3 separate regions of the Mus musculus genome follow, and regions 1 and 3 are each linked to region 2. A link is a contact called in public HiCAR-type and HiChIP or PLAC-seq data. All regions are on one chromosome and are shown on one strand. The core of a region is the stretch at or near the end of the contact, and the rest is flanking DNA. Distances in the headings are between cores, read along the strand shown. Region 1 holds the start of Usp37 (ubiquitin specific peptidase 37). Region 2 holds the start of Tmem169 (transmembrane protein 169). Region 3 holds the start of Ctdsp1 (CTD (carboxy-terminal domain, RNA polymerase II, polypeptide A) small phosphatase 1).

Region 1 (3,799 bases), core at 781-3,280, 2.2 Mb before region 2:
TCTTTTTAAAAATGTTTTCTGAGATAGTCTTATTAAATTGCCAGGCTGGTCTTGAACTTGTGATCTGCCTGTCTGAGCTGATATTACAGAGGTGCTGCCACCACCCTCTGGAGGATGTTTTTCTTTTCTTTTTGGTCAGGATATCACTATGCTATCATGGTGGCCTGAACTTTCCATATAGACCAGGCTGGCCTCAAAATTCACAGAAATCCCAAGCACGGCTGTCCTAAATATTTCTTTTTATACTTGAAGTTAAGGTAGTTTTTCATATTTTATTTAGTCATTATGTTACGTTGTCTCATAATGTAATCTAAATACATTATTTTCCTGATAGCATTTCCCCTTGGTGAAACAAAGTGAAACTGGCCTTTGGAAGTGTCTTTAAACTATGCTGCTTCCAGTATGGTTGTGAGTGTAGCCATTCAGTCAGCATTATTTGAGTGCTTACCTTACTGTAGTAGGAACTGTCCCAGTGGTGGGGAAAACAAGTGAACAGGCCTCACCAAATACTTGCCCCTGACTTACAGAGTACAGACAACCCACAAGTAAAAGTAAAATAAAATATAAAAGTCTAGTAATTAAACCGTGGGATCGGTGCTCTATATGAGAAAATGTTGGGGTTACAAGCTACTATGAATATGGTCGGAAAAAGTCACTCTGAGGTAAACTTGTGTGTATGTATGGAGGCAGAGTCCTAAGAAAGACATTCCAGGTAGAGAATATGTAACAGAAAAGTTCATATACTTCTTGGTCGGAGCTTAGGGAGCAAGTGACAAAAACCAAGCCCATAAACGTGACTAAGGACCACATCATACAGGGCTTGTAGGCCAGGGAAGGAGTCTACTTTCTCTAAATTTAACCGAAAGCCATAGTACGACTCTAGGGAGGTATAATACATGATTTGCTTTTCTTGTTAAAAGATAAAACGCGAGGCGTGAGGAAGTCTTTCCTCATGCAAAAAGCAAGTGGCTTGAGCTAGAAGCCCATTTCCGAACCACTGAGATGTGCCTAGGCGAGGAAGTCTAGGATCACGGGACCAGAGCGAATGGCCGTGGCAGTATCCTCATCCCCGCCGACGCCCAGCATTCACAACCCGCGTCCAGATAAACTGACGCCAGGCGCAAAGGAATCAATGAATGGCCTGCTGGGGCAGCGCGGGGCGCGGGACCAGGCCTTGGCGCTGGCAAACAACGCGAGAGGCCGCGCGCCAGGCCAGGAGAGGGGGCGGGAGGGGATGAGAGGGAACAGCGGGGGTCCGGCTCCGCCACGGTCGGCGTGTGGAGACCCCCAGACCTTGCGACTAGGGGCAGGAGCAGCTGGACTCAGGGCCCGGATCTGGGAGCTAGAAAACAGGCTGAGACGGACATCCGAGCGGGAGCAACCACTCACCGCTGCCGTTGCCAGGCTGTGCATGTTTGGAGCGGCCGCCGCACTCCTCCTCCCGCCGGACGCACCGGACCCGCGTCCCAGCTTCAGCGGCTCTGATGCCCAAGATGAAGTGCCGCCATCCGCCTCCGCCTCGCTCCGCCCCCTTCGCGGGCCTTTGACCTCTCACCTCTGACCCTCCGCCCACCCAGCCCTTTCCCGCCTCCCGGACCTCGGCCTAGCAAATAATCTCAAAGTATGTTCTTTGAACCTTCAGATTCGGGATCAAAATGACGTCTGCAAACTACTGGCCCTCGTATCCCCACAGCATCGCAGGTAAATCCTTTGAGAGACGTGAACTCTGACTTTCTCCCGAAGGCCAGACAAGGGCGGGAAAAGGCCAGCAGGCTTGGAAGGACACGAATTGCGCATGCTCAAGCGGTTGCGCGTGAGGAAAATGGTAGGAGGGCCAAAGTTGGTAAAGTGGACGGTGCGCATGTGTATTACAGTGTCGTCACGGCGGGGGCGGGGCCGCCCGGGTTAGGGGCTGGGCATGGTGAGGGGCAGAGCGAATGCTTGAGGGGCGGGACTTGCGCGCTTACGCGCACGCGCCTGGACTGGTTGCGTCGAGAGTGCGTGCGTCCGTACGTGTTTGCGTGTAGTCATAGTTCCCGCCATCAGCGGGTTTAGGTGTGCTAGGAGAGAGACCGGCCTCGCTCTCTGGGGCTAGTAGAGCCCCTTCCTTCCGAGCCTTTCGGCTCCACCCCCTCCGCGGGAACTTTGTGCTTCCGGCAAGCTTGTCCGGAGCTGGGACCCTCTAGCGCAGGTAAGACGAGCCGGGACAGCTTCTGAATTGAGCCGTTTTCCCCGGCACCCCCACCCCACCCCTGCGGTCCGCCCACTCGGCGTCCACTTCAGAGTTCTCCCGGCTGCTGCTTAGCCCGCCCCGGGTCCTTGGATACCCAATGCCTTACAGGTGCCCCGTTCGAGTGTTGCCCCCTTTACTTCTCCTTTAACGCGTCCGTGTTGTCACTTGCTTTCTGCATTCTAAATCTGGCCTCTCTTCACCAAGGTTCAGGTGGTCTCAGCGTACCTCCCTGCAAGGCCTGCTGTCTTTACAGGTGACTTTGTTGCCACATATCCATTAAAACCTTGACTGCGATATTCACACGCCCGCTTGACCATTCTTTACTTTCCTACTCCTCTTAGACATTACTCGCTGAAAGGGAGTGTAATTTTTGTCGTGCCTTTGGTTGCTACCCATATCTAGCCAGGACACTGACGGTGTCTATTGAACCAATTTTAAATCAAAATCTGGAGAAAAATAAAAAGGTAATAAAGTTCCGTGTCGTTGGAGAGTTGTACTGTAGTGTTTTTCAGATATTCCTTTGGCGAGTTAACAGTACCTGATGAGTCTATAGTTGAAAGAACTAATCTAAGAGGGAATGTTAAGGGGGCATTTTGGTTTATTGTGTTAAGTATTAGAGGAGGCTTCTGGGCCAGACAGATAGGCTCTAGTGTGTTTGTATGATGTTTGTCATTTGTCATGTTAATATTTGGGTGAATATTCAAAAGAATAGTGTTGCATACTGGCAAAAGGAAAAGGAGGGACTGAAGACCCAAGGACAGATGTAATCAGTTGGTAAGAAATTTTGTCAGGGTAAATGATTTGGTTTTGGACTGGGGTTCTCCCCTGTTGTACTTCCATTTCTCTCTAAGCTTTAAATTCTGCTATATGTTGATAACTTGAGATTTTCTTATTTTCAGCTCCATATTCAAATAGCCAACTGTCTGCTTAACATCTCAGCTTGATTTTTTCTCCCCTTAGGAATTTCAAATATGATACCTTTAAAAACTGGAGTCAATCTGTCTCTTGTACCCAAATTCTCTCCTTTCCAGTGTCCACTACACCACAAGCGGCATGCATGTCCATTTTGATGACACATAGCCATTTGTTCAGTGACACTGGGTAGAAGCTTGAGAAGCAGTCTTGATTTCTTCATCCTATGTGTTCATATCCTTTCCAAGTTCTGTTTTACTTCTAATATATGTTTTGCATTTATTTCTGACCTTCTTCACTTTGACTTTTCTAATTCAAACCACAGTTCTTTTTCATAGGGACTTGATCTCCCTTATTCCTATTCTCACCTGTAGAATAGGAGTAAGAGTTCTTAGCTTACCTGGGTAATGGGAGGCAGGGGCAGATGGATCTCCGAGTTCAAGACCAGCTTGGACTACAGAGTGAGTTCCAGGATAGCTGGGGTTGGGGGGGTGGCGGTACACAGAAAAACCCGTCTCTAAAAACAAATAAACAAAAGTTCTCACCTTAGTGGATTATTATGAGTGCTATAAACTCCCTAAAGTATTGACACTCAGAATCTGTCAAGTAAGAATTATTATTGTAATTATGAGTTAAAAACACTACTTTCTTATC
Region 2 (3,791 bases), core at 438-2,937:
AGGAACACACATACACACACAAATACACCACACACACACACACACACACACACACACACACAAAAGAATTATTTTTAAAAAGAGGTTACAGTGGTGCCATTTTTTAATGTGTTCATGATCACATAACTGACATAAACAGACGGCTACCAGAGCTCTTGATGGACTTCCCAGACAAAAACAGCCAGAGAGCTTTAGCTCTTCCTTTCTGCGTGCTGGTTGGAATCCATCAGCAGCTAAGCTGGAGAGGGAAGTGCTTCTAAAAAGAGGTCAGAGAAGGCCAGGGAGGTGGAGGGCCTAGAGGTGCTCTCAGAACTGCAGTCTGGCTGGTGCGAGAGACCCAGTGTCTAACTTCACTTCTCTCTGTGAATTTTTTAAGTAGTGGCTCCAACCGCCACCTCCCCAAACAGACACAAATGGCATTTGTTGACTGGAAAAGGGAAAACAGAGCACCCCCGGCAAAGTTAGAAAGACTGTTGTCCTGGATTAAGACCAATGACCTAGCATAGTCCGACATAAGGAAAGAGATAAACAGAAAAGAGCTAAGAGGGCAAGGCTGCTGCTGCTGCGCTTGATGATGGGGTTCAATCCCTGGTGGCACCCATACGGTACAAGAAGAGAACTGACTCCTGCAATTCGTCTTCTCACACACACACACACACACACACACACACACACACACACATATGTAATGTTAATTTTTAAATGAACAAACAGAAGGGCAGGGCATGGTATCCCATGCCTTTAATCCCAGCATTCAGTAGGCAGAGGCAGGGGGAATCTCTTAAGTTCCAGGCCAACCTGATCTACATAGTGAGTTCCAGGACAGCCAGGGCTATAGAGAGAGAGACCTTGTCTCAAAAAAAAATTAATAATAATAATTAATTCAAAACAAACAGAATGTGAACAATAAATTGTTCCTTGGAACCAACTGGGAGCTGATAAGTTCCTTGCTGAAGGTAGGAGCTAAAAGGCAGGTTCCAAAACCATAAACCTAGAAATGAATCTTACAAGAACCATGCAACGATTCATCTTTATCTGCTGCTATATAACCCAGATGAAACGGACCAGGTCTCAAATCTATGGAAGGGTGCTTTTTTTTTTCATTTCTGGGTGGGGCACTGAGAATGAGGTGAGGGTGGCCTAAAATCATTTTGTTTAATCATTCATTATTTAGGCTCTGTGGATAACTGCAACTGTGTGCCCTCTCCTGCCCCACCCCCTCCTCCCTTTCGACTCCCTCCCTGAAGAAGAAGGGATCTGGGACCTGGATGGCTTCCCTTCAGCTAACCTAAGCCTTTCCCCACTTCCTAGCCCTCTGCACACAGCTGCTGAAGCCCAGACAGCCAGATGTCTGTTGCAGATCGGTACTGCGAGGGCCCAGACCTGCAGCCTTTCTCTACACAGATGCTCTGGAGATGTAATTTTAATTAACGGTGGGAGCTATGGCCCCAAGGATTGGATTTTCAGAACAGAAAATATCCTTCCCATTTCGTTCTTTCTCACTCTCTTTTCATTCCTCTGTCGTTTCCCCCCAATGTCACCGACATTTAAAAATAAATATGAAAAAAATCGAACGAGGAGTCTCACCCACACCTTCACTGGGACCCAGGAGGGAAGCTGAGGATGCAGACGGCTGCGGGCGGCCGCCAGGAGCGGTCCAGCTCTGGGAGGAGGCCTAGCGCGCCGCGAAGGCGGGGCCTGGGCGGGGCCTGAGGCGGGACCACGCGGACTTAGGGGCGGGGTCTGTTTGGTTACGTGGCCAAGGACTGCTACTAATAGAGCTACTTCTGAGGAACACGTGGTCTAGCTTTAGCAAGAACTCAGAGACAGACACTTTGTGGCCATGGGCTCTTGGAAGACTGGTCAGAGCTACCTAGCGGCCGGGTTGCTGAAGAACCAAGTGGCCGTGGTCACCGGCGGGGGCACAGGCATTGGAAAAGCCGTCTCCCGGGAGCTCCTGCACCTGGGTACGTGAGCAGGCCTCTGGGGCTGGGCTAGTGTCCGCAGAGGTCCAGCTCGGGTAAACTGGGTTCAGAGACAGAGGGGAGTGCTGGCGGACCGGGAAGAGGTTGCAAAGCTCCGGTCTGCAGAGCTGAGCAATGAGGGAAAACGAAATAACAGAGGTTTTATTCCGAATAGCCGAGAAATGTTGAGAGGCCCTGATCAGATTTTCTTCTCACGTCCCCTGTGCTAAAAGCAAGAAAAAGGAAAAGTTATTAAACTTAGAATGATCACGTAAACACACGCACAAGGAAGCCATCAAGAAGAAAATAGTTACATTTAATATTTAAATATGTGAGAATGTGCATCTTCTTTGGGTTTACTTTTTTTTGTTATTTTGTTTTGTTTTTTTTGTTTTTTTCTAGACAGGGTTTCTTTTTATTAGCCCAGGCTGTCCTGGAATTCACTTTGTAGACCAGCTGGCCTCGAACTCAGAAATCCGCCTGCCTCTGCCTCCCGAGTGCTGGGATTAAAGGCGTGCGCCACCATGTCCGGGTTTTGGGTTTACTCTTAACCCAAAGCAAACTGTTCCCAGGTGGTGGTGACATATGACTTTAATTCCAGCACTCAAGAGGCAGAGACAGGTGGATCTCTGTGAGTTTCAGGCTAGCCTGGTCTACAGATCGAGGTCCAAGTCAGTCGAGGTTTCACAAAGAAACCCTGCCTCGAAGATGTGGGTAAGAAGGAAGAGTGCAAAGTTTATAAAGGCATATTTGAAAAGTATTTCCAACACGACGCTTGTATTGTGCAAAGAGCTTTGACAAGTAGATTTTTTTTAAAGATTTTTAAAATTTTATTTTATGTATATGAGTACACTGTAGCTGTCTTCAGACACACCAGAAGACAGTATCAGATCCCATTACAGATGGTTGTGAGCTACCATATGGTTGCTGGAAATTGAACTCAGGACCTCTGGAAGAGCAGACAGATCTCTTATCTGCTGAGCCGTCTCTCCAGCCCTGACAAGTAGATTTTTAAAAATCTGACATCAAGTGGAACAAATGAGAAATGATTTGGCCTTGACATTCCATGCTGAACTAACACAAGAAATAAATACATGGAGAAATGATTGACTTTATCTTATCAGCAGTACACTGCAAAAAAAAAAAACAAGACAGTATTGCAGTTTGCACTTTACCATTACTTCCAGCCTGTCTTCCACCAGGAAACTTCCCCTGGGAGGAGGAATTATTAAAAAAAAAAAAAAATCAACCAGTACCTGTTTAGTACAAAGGTCAGGATCTTGGCCTCTGTCAGCAAATTTGCAGAACCTTGGTTCCTCTTCTGTGGATTGCTAGTTGTTGAACCTCTTTTTGAGTAAGTTTGCATTGGGCAAACACTACACCAGTTCTGGGGTCGGCCAACAGAGTATTGTGGCATGACTGTAAATATAAGGCCACTCAGCCCTGGAGATGCTGTGAGAGTCCTGGGGTATGTCCCTAGGGAAATACTTCCTACACCTAAAAGAGAAGTGAACATTGTACTGCTGTATTTATCATTGGATTGCCTTCCATGAGAGAATATGGGAAAAAAAGTTCTTTTAAAGTTTTGTTGTATTTTTAATTATATATGTGTATTGGGAGGCAGAGGAGGGCCTGTGAGTGGGAGTACAGGTGCCCATGAAGGCTGGAAGTGGCAGATCCCCTGGAACTGGAGTGTGAGCCACCCAGTGTGCGTGGTGAGAGCCAAGCTCATGCCCTCTGCAAGAGAAGCACAAGCTCTCTTAAGCTCCGGGCTATCTCTCCAGCACCAAGTATGTGAAATACTCTCTCCTATGGCTTTTTCAGTCT
Region 3 (4,071 bases), core at 616-3,115, 2.1 Mb before region 2:
CAAGTCTACTTCCGGCTAGGTCTCGGTGCATCCAAATTGCCACAAACCTTAGGGATGGCGCCATTTTCCTCCACCAGCAGGGGAGCCCCACTGTGGGCAGGTAGGGGCTCCCCATCATCCCGGCAGACACAGCAGAAGAGGGAGTGGAGGATGCCCCGACTCCGGGGCTTCTGGGAAACTGCTGACTTCTGGTCACCTGAAGCAAGACGTGAATGTGGGCACACTGGCCTGCAGGGGCTGCATGCACTCCAGTCTCAAATCCCTGAGCACAGAGAATGTGAGCATTCTCCCTCCATCAGGAGACACATGGGGGTGGCTCTGGCTGGCTGTCCTCCAGAGAACCCCGCTTCCATGAGCCCCACCACGGGCCACTTCAGGGCCCCTGCAGCTCAGCGTCTTAAGGAAATCTGGTGTGGCTTTTTAGGAAGGCAGCCACTTTAAGAAGTAGATGGCTTAAGGAGGGGACCGATTTTTCTCACGGTTGGTTCTCAATCATCTGACCCCACAGGTGGACGTTACCTGAGCATCCCCTGCTCTGGACCTTCAGGGCTCAGGGCCCTGTCGTCCACTCCCACTCTCCCTCCATTCTGTCTACCCAGTGAGTCCAAAGTCCCCATTGAGCCTGGGCCCAGAGGCCAGTGTCCCAGGGCTGTCAGCCCCACCGGCCCCACCTCCTTCACCCCGCCCCGTCTCTTTGCAGCGGCCTGTCTAAATTGACAGACCTACCCCCACCAAGCCTCTTCTCTAATCCTTTCTGCCTCCAGGCCACCCCCCCCCCAACCCCCAAAGAGCGAGGAACTGGACAGTGGACAAACCCGGAGTGACTTCCCAATCTTGAAATTCACACAGGGGAGGGAGGGGTGAGCCCCACTCTTGCGAGCCTTAGGGGCTCCGCATAGGCGGGCAGCACCCCTTACAGGGTGGGTGCAAGCGTGCACAGGCCCGAGGCCAACCGGCCTAGCCTGTTGCAGCCTGGGTGTCGCGTGCCCAGCTGGATACAAGGCCCCCAAGTCTGTCTTGCAAGGCTAGGGGCTCTCTGCCTTCGAAGGTGTCGTCTGCACCTCCACGCGTGACGCCCGAGTTTGTGGGAACCTGGCTGTGAGTTAGTTGGCGGGAGATCCCTGCAAGCCTCCCCAGCCCGCTGTCACCTCGGCACCCCTTCCAGACCTCAGCCTGGAGGGGGCGGAGCCTCAGCGGGTGGCCGGGTGGCCGCCTCACCCCCACCTTCTCGTCCCATTGGCGCCAAACTGGGGGAGGGGGTGACGCCCGGGAGCCCGCCAGCCCCTCGCTCGCCTTCTGCCTCAGTTTCCCCACTACGAGAAGCCTCGAGCGCACTGGTGGCGCCAGGCCCCGCCCAGCGCCTCAGACTCTCGCGGAGTTCAAACTCTCTCGGCCGCACTGGCCGGGGCTCGGGCCGGGCCAGGCCGAGGCGCGCGCCCGGGACAGCGGCAGCGACCGCAGCGCGGGGACGGCCCCTAGTCCGGTTCTGCCCTCCCGCCGCCCGCCTACCTTTGCCCCGCAGCGGGCCCCGCGCCTCCTCCTTGCTGATCTGAGTAATGACGGCCGAGCTGTCCATGGGGCCCGGCGCGCTCCGCTCCGGCCGGACTCTGGCCCCGGCGCCCGGCCTCCCCCCCGGCTCGGGCCGGAATCGGGGCGCGGGGGGGAGGGGAGGGTGGGAGGGAGGGATCCCCGCGAGCTTCGGAGGGGAGGGGAGCCAGGTTCTCGGGGGGAGGGGGAGGGAGGGGGCGCGGAGGAAACTTTGTTACAACATGGAGTTTCCTCCCCGCGAGGCGGATGCAAACATGGAACCCGGGCGCCGTTTCAAGGCTTCCCCTTAAAAGGGCAACGGCTTCGGCGCGCCTGGGACTCCGCCGCAGCTTTCATCACTTCTGGGGCCCGGCGGGCTGGGAGGCGGGCCGGGTTGCTGCGGAGATCCAGGGGGCGTCGCCTCTCTTCCTGCGGTGTGCTGGCCGGACCGAGCGTTCTGCGGCTGCGTGGCAGAGCGGACAGCCGTAACCCGCCGCTGCGGGCCACCGAGCCCCGGGACTTGAGGCCCGCCCCAGGCGCCCAGTCGGGGAGTGCCCGAGGACGTCGGGGCTCCACCTCCACGCATTCCAAAGTGCTGACACGATCTGCCTCCGTTTGTTCCTCTGGAAAATGGGATGACGCTAACTTTCTGTAAAATGGGTTTTAGTTTTTTTTTTAATTGAAATATTTTATGTGTATGGCCTGTAAAAATATATATGTTTATGTATGTACTCCACATATTTGTAGTGCACTCTGAGGCCGGACGAGGGCGTCAGATCCCCCTGGAACTGGAGTTAATAGCCGGTGTGGGCCTTAGGAGCGGAAATAGAGTCCTTTTAAGAGTGACATGTGCCCCTGAGCCATTTTTCCAGCCCCTAAAAAATTTAAAGTTATATTTATGTGTGGAGGAGGATACACGTTCTACGAGTGGAGATCAGAAGTTCTCTTCTTCCTCTCTTTGGGAGAGGCATCAAACTCAGGTAGTCAGGCTGGCCAGTAGACACCTTTACCCCCAAGCCTTCTCACCGCCTCTACAATGGGTCTTTTGTCTAACGTTGTGAATATCCCGTTCCCCCCCCCCAAAGGCATTCTTTGCTAGCCCCAGTTATGCAAACTCATCAAATTGTGGAATTGTAGATAGATTGATTTTATTTTTGTGTATGTGTATGAATGCCGGAGCCTTCAATGGCCAGAAGAGGGCGCCATCGCCTGGAGCAGAAGTTGGAGGCAGTGGTTAGCCTTGAGTGCTGGCACCTGAACTCATTCAGGTGGCCTGCATGAGCAGGGACTTCTCTTAACGGCTGATGAACCTCTCCAGTCCTAAATTATGTTCGTGATCCAACTGTAACTATCAGCATTCCCTGCAGTCTCGAGAACATCCCAGGATTGAAAAGTCCACTTCGGCGCCTACCTTTACCGACTGTCCTGTAGCAAATCTCGCCCTCTTCCCCTGCCAAACCCTGGCAGAAGCCGAGCCTCTGCTGCTCAGGGCGCCTTGTATCTTGTACGTGCTGTTCCCTCGGCTTGAAACGTGCCCCTTCGTCCTTGGCAGAGCCAAATCCCATCGAACTAGAAGAAATACCACCTTGTTTAGAGGCCCTCCACCCCCACCCCACCGCCCCTATCTGTGATTATTAGAGGGGCCCCGTCTAGGGCTGGCTGTGCTCCCGAGTGCTCAGGGGACGCCCGCGGAGGGAGGGCCCAGCGCCCGCCCTTGGGCGCCTGAGACCGCAACCGTTCAGATTTTAAACACACGTGTCACCGGATCTGTAGTGACACACCCCAGCCAGAGCCTGAATCTGCGTTTGCATACAGAGCCTTCTCGCAGGAAGCCCCTCAGTTGCGCCGCTCTAGGGCTGCGGTTCGTTTATTTTTATTTTTTATTTTTCCTGTCTTACAAAGTTCCTTTCATTCGCCTTAATTTTAAAAACACGAATGCCCAGCCTTCACACGCACGCCTCACTTCCTCCCCTGGGCCCTGTGGCCGGGTGTGGTGGGGTGGGCGTCCTGTGGCTTCCCAGCAGATAGCGGGCTGGGAGCTTGGCCCCTGCTCTGCGTGCGCACGAGCAGCGAGTGTGGGGCGCTGATCCCTGACCCTTCTGCCCTTAGGGAGCCATAACGCTGCCATCCTTACACCCCAAGGTCTTTGCCTCCCATGTGTTGGTGCCCAGGGGCGCGCGCTCTTAATTGACTCGGGATCCTTGGAACGATCCCCTTCTTGCCTTTATGACAGAAGAGGGGACAGCTTGGGAAAGTGAAGCCTTCAACCCAGGCCCTTCCAACTCTCTCCGAGCGCCTCTTCTTGGCCAAGCCCACCAGGGGTGCCTTCGCTTTCTTACCTGGGCCTGCACACTTCCCAAAAGGAAATGTATGACCCGAAGTTGAATGAGCCCGGGTCCAGCGACTGGGCCATGCAGCTGGCGGCCTCAGATTTCCATCGTTCCTTAACATCCCACCCCCACCTTGACACTCATGAACCTGCCCTGTAAGCTCACACCAGTCCTCAGAAGCCACCCCAAACAAAGACCTATCACCCCCTTCAGG

What was found. HiCAR-type assays count read pairs that join an accessible place to other places. HiChIP or PLAC-seq counts read pairs in DNA pulled down with a chosen protein or histone mark.
Region 1: an H3K27ac HiChIP or PLAC-seq map of extraembryonic endoderm stem cells shows a contact between it and region 2, with 9 times the contacts expected there. The contact joins the promoter of Usp37 here to the promoter of Tmem169 in region 2. A contact is called at or near these places in 1 of 39 promoter capture datasets (pre-B cells) and 1 of 115 datasets of contacts at active chromatin or transcription factors (extraembryonic endoderm stem cells).
Region 3: a HiCAR-type map of astrocytes shows a contact between it and region 2, with 3 times the contacts expected there. The contact joins the promoter of Ctdsp1 here to the promoter of Tmem169 in region 2. A contact is called at or near these places in 3 of 115 datasets of contacts at active chromatin or transcription factors (astrocytes, embryonic stem cells and large pre-B cells).

Annotation. Positions count from the first base shown.
Region 1 is chr1:74,504,052-74,507,850 of GRCm38.p6, reverse strand. It overlaps Usp37 (ubiquitin specific peptidase 37), which reads left to right and starts at 2,030. Exons shown (of 24, transcript NM_001310662.1): 1 at 2,030-2,191. It overlaps Cnot9 (CCR4-NOT transcription complex, subunit 9), which reads right to left and starts at 1,791. Exons shown (of 8, transcript NM_021383.5): 1 at 1,390-1,791. The coding sequence starts at 1,413.
Region 2 is chr1:72,282,269-72,286,059 of GRCm38.p6, reverse strand. Tmem169 (transmembrane protein 169) reads right to left here and starts at 1,687. Exons shown (of 3, transcript NM_175564.4): 1 at 1,594-1,687. It overlaps Pecr (peroxisomal trans-2-enoyl-CoA reductase), which reads left to right and starts at 1,739. Exons shown (of 8, transcript NM_023523.6): 1 at 1,739-1,967. The coding sequence starts at 1,844. Gm51631 (a long non-coding RNA gene) reads left to right here. Exons shown (of 3, transcript XR_003947863.1): 3 at 1,312-1,562.
Region 3 is chr1:74,389,403-74,393,473 of GRCm38.p6, reverse strand. It overlaps Ctdsp1 (CTD (carboxy-terminal domain, RNA polymerase II, polypeptide A) small phosphatase 1), which reads right to left and starts at 1,865. Exons shown (of 7, transcript NM_153088.2): 1 at 1,510-1,865; 2 at 48-196. The coding sequence starts at 1,576.